2 separate regions of the Danio rerio genome follow, and region 1 is linked to region 2. A link is a contact called in public HiChIP or PLAC-seq data. All regions are on one chromosome and are shown on one strand. The core of a region is the stretch at or near the end of the contact, and the rest is flanking DNA. Distances in the headings are between cores, read along the strand shown.

Region 1 (4,357 bases), core at 1,267-3,766, 340 kb before region 2:
AGACAGACAGACAGACAGACAGACAGACAGATAGATAGATAGATAGATAGATAGATAGATAGATAGATAGATAGATAGATAGATAGATAGATAGATAGATAGATAGATAGATAGATAGATAGATAGATAGAATCTATCGCTGTACTGGTCATATTATAGTAAAATGCTTTCTTTGATAGGCTGTTAAATATATGTAAACTTAACATCTATATATCAAAGGCAAGAAAAATAATAGTAAACAGAGAACGATGAAATATATTGACGCGCTCATATAATGTGTACGGGCGCCGAGCGCGTTCACGTGAGAGTATGTACGCTTTTTGCGTGTCCAGTCCGCCTGTGGGAGCGAGTTTAAGTTAAACAGTGAGAACAGCGCCTACTAGAGTCACGGAATACGACGGTCGCAGAATTTGGTGTAACACCGGTGCACGGTTACGGCAGCGTCGCGCTTCTGCCGCCGCAGCTGGCCCGAGTGTATTTTGTTAATTGGGTTGCGATTATATTCCGCCGTGGCAACACTTATTAATAAAGCAGTAACGTAAGATATAAGGCGCGAATACGCGACAAAGGGAACTTTTACACCGAGAAAACTAACAGCATATAGTACTCACCGTCTATAACGTTATGTCCCTCGGTGACTTCGATATCACATTGTATTAACTTCTTTAATAAGCAGCAGACATCTTAGCAAACTCCATCCTGCAGGCCAGCCCGGAGCACTTAAAGCGGGGGAAAGCCGAGACCCGAGAGTCAGACAAAATCAACAGAACACGGCTTCACATGTGAAAATGAGACTGAAAATATATCTTTAATACATTCTTACCTGAAAAGTGTGGACTCCAAAATACACTTTTCTTTGAAAAGCGTGCGAAGTTCTGTGTAAACAGCCAGCATACTCTACCGACCGCCTCACAAACACTACTATAACGTCTCAACAAGCATCATTGAAGATCTTAAAGAGACAGCAACATCACCACCTGTATGAAGATGCTGTCACTCTGCAAGGTTCTTTTTCTACATCCCATAAACTATAGGGTCTTAAACAGTAAGCAAAGACCAGTATTTACGTTTTTAATGATTAAAATTACATTCAATTATAAATTAAATTATTAACATTTTTGAGAAAAAATGTAATTTAAATACATGAAAAAAATTTATTATTAAAATATTTAATTCAATCAATTTATTTATTTATTATATTTTTAAATTATGTATTTTAGTATTAATGTTTAGTATTAATACATTTAAATTAGTGTTATAGTGTCTTGATCTTATCATGAGCTGATGGTACAATTTTGTTCCTATAGGGAAACAAAATATATAATTGTACCTGTAAAGGTGCCAAATTGGTCCTTTACGGTACAATTTTGTATCCAAATGTGCTATAAAAAGTACAAAAATGTACCTTTCAAACCTAAATCTGGACATTTGTACCTTTATAGCCCATTTGGGTACAAAATTGTACCCTAAGGACCAATATGGGACCTTTAAAGGTACAATTTTATATTTTGTTCCCTCTAGGAACAAAATTGTACCCTCATTGTACCTTTTTTTCTGAGAGTGTAACTGTATAACACTATATTCATATTTTACTCAAGCGATTTTATAGTGTTTATTTGCTAAACTTTCTTATAATCTTTTAATTAATGATTTCCCACATTTAATACTGTAGTAATTTATAGTAATAAATAGTTACCAAAATTTAGCAATAGGAACAAATTAACTATTAATAAAAAAGTATATATATATATCAGCTGTGAAATATATATATATATATATATATATATATATATATATATATATATATATATATATATATATATATATATATATATAGTATATATATATATATATATAACAGCTGTGAAAGTTTAGTAAAAAATAGTAGTTCATATATAAACTTATAATTATAATCAGATAATCAGTTAAGATAATCAGTTTATAACTATATATATATATTGTTTAAATGATTAACTAGAAGGCTAATTTATTTTAAAGTGACATATTATTGTTTGCTTTTTATATTTTACAACAAAGTGATTTTAACCAAGTATGATAATATTAAGATCTTGAATTAGTTTATTACACTTAATCCAACAATTAGACGGTCTATAATGTTTTCTTTGTGTATGTAAACACATGAATAAAGTCATAAGTGTCTTTAACCATTTTTTTTTTTTATTTACATAATTTGAGCTCAGAAACTGCAGAGATGTTAAAATGATCGTAACGATATAATAATAATAATAATAATAATGACTGAAATGGCAAACCATACTTGTTAAATTCAATAGGTGGCGATAATGCTAAAGAGTTAGTTACCATATATGGTTTGCCTAAATCGTGTGTCCTAGATTGTGTGTGACTAAAACGTGTGTGGTTCTGCGGGCCTGCAGCTGGATATTATTGGACATGTGAGCACAGGGGTCATTGTGTCCGATAGGTGGCGATGTTTATGTTTTCAGTTCTGCTGTCTCGACACCACAGAAACAGACGGAGCTGAGCACGATTGGCTGTTTCAGTCTGTTTTGCTTTTTGATGAGCAGTCAGAGCAAATTCTGTTCGTTAATAGAGCGCACTTAACATTAACAAGCATACACGCTGTGGATAAATGTGAATGTTGGGCACACGAACAGGATGGTGTTAGTTTGTAGTGCGTATAACTGTAAAAACACTCTGAGGAACAAAAGCGTCTCTTTCCACTTGTAAGTTAAGCTCAATACTGACTGTTTCTCAAGAATAAAAGTATTACAGTGGCGGTGTGAATTTACATTCATGTTGTCATTTCTATTTCAGATTCCCTCTGAAAGACCCCAGCTTGCTGAAAAAGTGGCTTAAAAATTTAAGATGGAAAGACTGGAAACCCAATCCAAACAGTAAGATCTGCTCGGCCCACTTTGAAGAGAAGTGTTTCATTTTAGAGGGGAAGAAAACAAGACTTCACACATGGGCTGTGCCGACTATCTTCTCATTTCCTAACCGGTATTCAGAAAGAAATGTGCGTGAATATGTTTTAAATATTTATTGCTGTTATTGCCGTATGCAATACAGAACAAAACAACAAACAAAGCACAACATTCATTCATCTTCTTTTCAGCCTTTATTAACCTGTGGTCGCCACAGTGGAATGGACTGACAACTTATCCAGCATATGTTTTACGCAGCGGATGCCCTTCCAGCTGCAACCCATCACAGGGAAAAATCTATACACACTCATTACCACACATACACTATGGGCAATTTAGCTTACCCAGTTCACCTGTAACACATGTTTTGGGGGGGGAGAGACCATGCAGAGGAAACCTACACAAACACGGGGGAGAACATGCAAACTCCACACAAAAATGCCAACTGACCCAGCCGGAGCTCAAACTAGCGACCTTCTTGCTGTGAGGCGATTGTGCTATCCACTGTGCCAACTTGCTGCTAACGCACAACAAAGAAGGTGTTTAAAGGTCGTTTCATGTGTCACTAACTTGAAAGTTTTTACTAAATGACAGAAGTCATTTTTTGAGATATTTAAAATACAATAGATCAGTTTAAAATAAATGATAACACAAAATTGTATGTTTTCACATGTCATACATTTCGGCTTGTAAGTTGAACTATTGTAATTTTCTGCAAAAAGAAGCTCTATTTCATTAACTTCCTATTTAAAAATTCTGAGAATTCTTTATTTTTTATGTTATTCTTTCTTACAATATGTTGAAAAATTATCATTATTGTGAAATAGTATTTGCAGACAGGTATGATGAATTTAATTTTATGTGCCAAGCATTTGAAGTTTTACATGTATAGGTATTAAATTCAGATTGGGCCTGATAACCACCCCCCTAGTAAGTGAACCAAGACTTGTGCCTCACAGCAAAGTTTTTTTTTCTGTCATTTACAAAGTAGGTTTATAATTAATCTGAAGTCTAGTAGTAATAATAATGTGTCATATAATTACCGGGCACCATTGAAACTGTCCACCACTCATTTAATGTTTTTTTATGTTCCTTTTTTTTCCTGGTTGTACCCTTACAGGTTAAAATAAATCCCAGAAGCAGAAGGGCTCGGGTGAGTAACACAACTTTTTTTGTAATAATTTATTTTAATTATTTAATTTTACACTAACAATTACTTGAATAAGACAAGAAACAATATATTTCTACAGATTGTTCTTTTTTTTTTAAAGCATTAACTGCAAAATTATATATTTGAAATATTTTAATGTTCAGTAATAAGAAATATACAAATTTATGACGGATTTCAGGGTCTCACTAATACTGCATAGTTTACACTAAAATAAGTTAGTTTCAAAATCACCTATTATTACTAATACAGCTGGTTTTATGTGCCAGATCTGCATATTTTA
Region 2 (4,678 bases), core at 1,248-3,747:
ACGAGCGCGATACGGAGGCTTGGCCATCAATTTCATGCAAAGAAAGCCACGTTCCTGCAGGATGCCCTTTGGACACTGAAAGTATCAGTGACATCAGCAGCATGAGCATGGCCACTGGAGCTGGCCAGCAAGGCCATTTCTCCGCCAATCACACAAGCAAAGCCAATGTCAGCCACTCAGGAGGCCTGCTCTCTAGTCAGGGTGGGGCCAGCAGAGGCTGGGGCTCTGGCCAATCTCCTGCCAGTGGAGAAGGGAAGAATGAAGTCTCCAGCACATCAGTGGGAGCCAGGGGTTGGGGCTCCTCTAACTTTAACTTGAACTTAAACCCTAATGCCAACCCCTCTGCCTGGCCAGTTCTGGGGCATGAAGGGTCTGGCATGGGTGGCGGCAGCTCAGGGGGAAGCAACCCTCCTCCTAATCTCTGTAGCCCACCGGGCACTCTGCCCAGCCAGGGCTCTAGCAACAGTGGCAGTATAGGTGGTCCCAATGGAAATTCTGCAAGTAATGGTGGCAGTGGCAATGGCAGTACCACATGGGGTAGTATTATGCCCAGTGACTCCTCAGAGCCACACTCCACCCCATCCACGAATGTGTCTTTCAGCTCTGAACCTCAGAACCTTAACACTGATGGACCAAATCACACTAAGCAGGAGCCCAGAAGTCCTGGTCACAGCCTGTCAAACTGGGGGGTTGGACCTCCAGGCATGGGCTCATTTGTTCAATCCCAAGGAGGATCCTCGCAGGTCAACGGGGATAGGGAACCTATTTGGGGTAATGGAGATGCCAAGTCTGGTGGTGGCTCAAAAGACTCTGATTGGGACTCAGGGCACTGGGTACAAGGAGGGGCCTCGGGCACTTCTGGCTGGGGACAAGCTGCCTCATCTGGTGACTGGGGTAAGCATTCCAACATTGACACCAAAGGATGGAATTCTTCAGGCTCTCCCACCCAAGAACAGCAGCTAAATTCTTGGGTCCGTGGGCCCAATGCCCCAGCTAGTGAGGGAAGTAGTGACAGCATGGAATGCCATCATCGCAGGAGGGATCGATCATCAAGAGATGAGACTTCTCCTATTCTGCCTGCCCAGGATATGGATCCTCGGGTTTTGTGCAACACAGGCTGGGGACAAACACCTGTGCGGCAGCATACTGCTTGGGAAACCGAAGAAGCTGCTCGCTCCAACCGCAAGAATGACATTGGAACTGAGGCCTGGGGCTCGTCTTCAAATGCAGCCAATGTAGGACCAACATCTAATTCTGGCAGTGCCAACCCAAACTCAGGCACTACATCCAGACCTGACTCTGGAGGCAAGAGTGAAGGCCCCTGCCCTAGTACTGGTGCTGCACCTGGATGGGGCACAGCAATGTCATCACCCCAGGCTGGCTCTGGTTGGGCAGATACAACCAGCAACAAGAAACCTTCAATTGGTCCTGGAGATTGGGGCAGCACCTCAGCTGGAGGCCCAGGAGGCAACCTGCAGAAAAGTGGTCAGACTTGGGGTTCGGAAGAGAAGTCTCCGACCTGGGAAGACAGTCACGCTAAAGCCAAACCACAGTGCTGGGTTGAGGGACCCAAATCTCACGGGTGGGGTAATGGACCTGGTGGAGAAAGTGGTTCTGGAGGAGAATGGGGTGAACCTGGAGATGGAAAGAAAAATGGTCCCTCCAGCTCTACCTGGGAGGGAGAGGGTACAGGCTTAAATGAGGGATCCAGAGGATGGACCAAGCCTTCTGCTGGAGTAGGAGGAAACTGGGGAGAAGCACAACGCCCCAGTGTGCCACCACAAGGATGGAATAACAAGCCTCAGGAGGGTACCAATGGCAATAGCACCAGTGGAAGCATGGGTTCTTGGGGAGGTCCTAGCTCGGTAAAGCAGAGTTGCTCTGGATGGAATGGAGGAAATGGTGGAGGTGTTAAACCTGACCACACTGGAGACCCCACTGGATGGGAGGAGCCCTCTCCACCCTCCATTCGCCGTAAGATGGAGATCGATGATGGTACCTCAGTTTGGGGTGACCCAAGCACTTACAACAAAACAGTCAATCTCTGGGACAGGAATAACCCTGGAATGCAAGGCAAACCAGGACCTAGCAATGCCAACAATGTACCCAACAACCATCATCATCATCCCCATCATAATCAGCCTCCCATACAATCCCACAACCATGGAGGGCCAAACTCAAACAATAATCACATTTCTCCTGATAACGCTGGCCCACATCAAACAGGGCCATCTCACAATAGAACAACCCACATGAATCCAGGTGAGAAACACAGCTTTTTACTTTTACCCTTTTAAATATAACTAGTTAACTAGATAGTAGTTATACTTTAGATTATGTTGTCATAAGTAAAATGTGAGTAATGCTGCAGTAATAGTGTTTGCATTCTGTCTATGAGTGAAGTTCAACATATTATTTGAGCCAGGATGCAGTGTGTAATTAGAGTTTGGCTGTCATCTGTGGGGAGTATCAGTAGGCCTCAGCAGGATACTTGGAACAGACCCGGCGCCCTCTGCTGTTTCTATGTAGATTTGCACTCCTTCTGCCAAAGCTGTATTTAACATGGCATCCTCAGATGTCCCCTGTGCCAAGAACTAAACAGACATTTAAAATTGCAGCATACTATTCCATTTAAGACAGAGGAGCTAATTTTTATTCCAATATGTTTTACAGTTACAGTTATAATTATGATGTTATTTGTCGAGGAAATATTGCAAAGTTGTTTTGCAAAAAAAAGTACAGGACATTAGCACAGTGCAAGTATACCAGTATAAGTAAAATTTAATGGTGTTTCAAAATATTACCTTAATTGTAATTTTCGGAATTGATTTGTTTAAAACTGTAAACATTTTTCAGATCTGACATTAGTGTTTTCATATTCTGTGTGCTTACGACAATAAAAGGAGTTGTCATAAATCTAAAGATCATTTTAGGAGATGTAAACAAAAACAATGGTCCCAATGTATTTTCTGTTTTACATTTTTCATTTCTTTAGCTGTCGAAAAAGAGCCACATATTGATAAATAATGTAATGACAGCTGATTTAACATTAAGTTACGATTGAATTGCCTCTTGTTACAGTTATGAAATCGTTTGATAACAAGCAGGAAATGTTCATGGGCCAATGACATGACCACATTGAAATGGTCTATATAAAGGTGTTGTCATATTATTAAAAATACCTAGGTTTACTTTGAAAATGGCAGAATATGATGATACGCTTTCCCCCTTATTTATTACATGAACTATTTATTAAATGATGCCCGTTTTATCATTGTTTAGCTATGTAGAAAAGGGTTGTGAAAACCCTGAATTTGTCCTGAAGTTTGCAGTATTCTTATGCAGGATGGGGAGAGATGACAAATGCCCATTCAAAACCTGAACCTTTATGGGGAGAGCCAGCAGCTCCTGCTGCAAGTGTGGACAATGGCACTTCAGCATGGGGCAAACCCCCAGGTAGCTGTGGCAGCTGGGGTGAAAACGGCCCTGAGGTCTATAGCCGAGGCAATGGACCCCCTGGATCTGCCCCCTGCAAACCTGGTTAGTTTCAATATTCTAATTGCTTTAAATTGTTATACAAGATTTTAAGGAATCGCATGCAATGATACTTTTTTTTTTATTTTGTATTTTTTTTTATTATGCATTAGTAATTTACAAATACAGCAAAAACAGGCAACAAGCAAAAATTCCAAAGATAATTAAAATAAAATAAAAAAAACAAAAAAAACAAAACAAAAGGAAGACATTCACAAGACGCCAAGAACAGATTCATAATAGCTTACAATAGACAGAGCTTTTACATTTTTTACAACTTTGAGAGACTTCTTTAACAGAATAATTTCGTTGACAAATATCTTGTATAAAGGAGGAGATTTTGAAAGTCGACATTTGTGGATGAAAAATTTACCATTTAAAATGATCAAATTAACAAAATTGTTAATTTGTTTATCACCATTTTCAAAATAAATAATTTCTTTTGCATTCAATGTTATCAACATATTATTTTTAGCAGAATAATCAGAAAAACAGTCCTTCCAAAATAATTGCACACTGACAATCAACGAATAAGTGACATAAGGATTCCTCACTGTTTTTACAAAATGAACATTCTTTCTCGATATCTAAAACTTTGGAAAGTAGCACATTGGTTGGGTATATTTTATGTAAAATCTTTAAATTAATTTTTCTTACTTTATTTAAAATGCAAAACACATGCAATGATACTGCTTTTGCGTTTGAGTGCTGAATGACATGGTGTCAGGTGCTAGTTATCAGAGCTTTGAATGTGTAACAACAGGGCCCCCTGTTGTTGCAAAAATGTACTGCAGGATTGCACAGGTTTTTCTAAATTAAGTAAAAGGGTTTGTTTCTGTTGTTTGTAAACCTGGGTAATTAAAAAAAAAAGAATAAAAAAACTTTTTTTTTTCTCCAGCCCCCAAATCTATGCAAGATAGTTGGGGAGGTGGTGAGGACATGGGCCTGTCTGCAGGGCAATGGGAGCAGGATGAGGGTGACATGTGGAACAACACTGCGTCTCAGGAGAGCAACTCCTCCTGCAGCTCCTGGGGCAACCCACCGAAAAAGGGCCCACCAAAGGTAAATAATTTATAAAATTTTTATATTTATATAATGGATTTATTCTGGTGTTCATCACAATTAGGCATGGTCTGGTATATGA

What was found. HiChIP or PLAC-seq counts read pairs in DNA pulled down with a chosen protein or histone mark.
Region 1: a contact with region 2 is called in an H3K4me3 HiChIP or PLAC-seq map of embryo, with 5 times the contacts expected there. The contact joins the promoter of zgc:163143 here to the enhancer-like site in region 2. A contact is called at or near these places in 4 of 18 Hi-C or Micro-C datasets (caudal fin, fibroblasts, hematopoietic stem cells and 1 more) and 2 of 4 datasets of contacts at active chromatin or transcription factors (caudal fin and embryo).

Annotation. Positions count from the first base shown.
Region 1 is chr3:33,467,348-33,471,704 of GRCz12tu, reverse strand. It overlaps zgc:163143, which reads left to right and starts at 2,516. Exons shown (of 12, transcript NM_001083569.1): 1 at 2,516-2,705; 2 at 2,797-2,998; 3 at 4,027-4,059. The coding sequence starts at 2,638. LOC137490668 (a long non-coding RNA gene) reads right to left here and starts at 902. Exons shown (of 7, transcript XR_012401100.1): 1 at 824-902; 2 at 612-719.
Region 2 is chr3:33,128,335-33,133,012 of GRCz12tu, reverse strand. tnrc6c1 (trinucleotide repeat containing adaptor 6C1) reads left to right here. Exons shown (of 21, transcript XM_073944712.1): 4 at 1-2,262; 5 at 3,346-3,540; 6 at 4,433-4,596. Among named protein-coding and RNA genes, the nearest start is that of znf207a, 43 kb to the right of the region's middle. Within about 2 kb of position 2,497, at least 4 of the 62 cell types and tissues checked have an H3K27ac peak or open chromatin away from gene starts, as enhancers often do.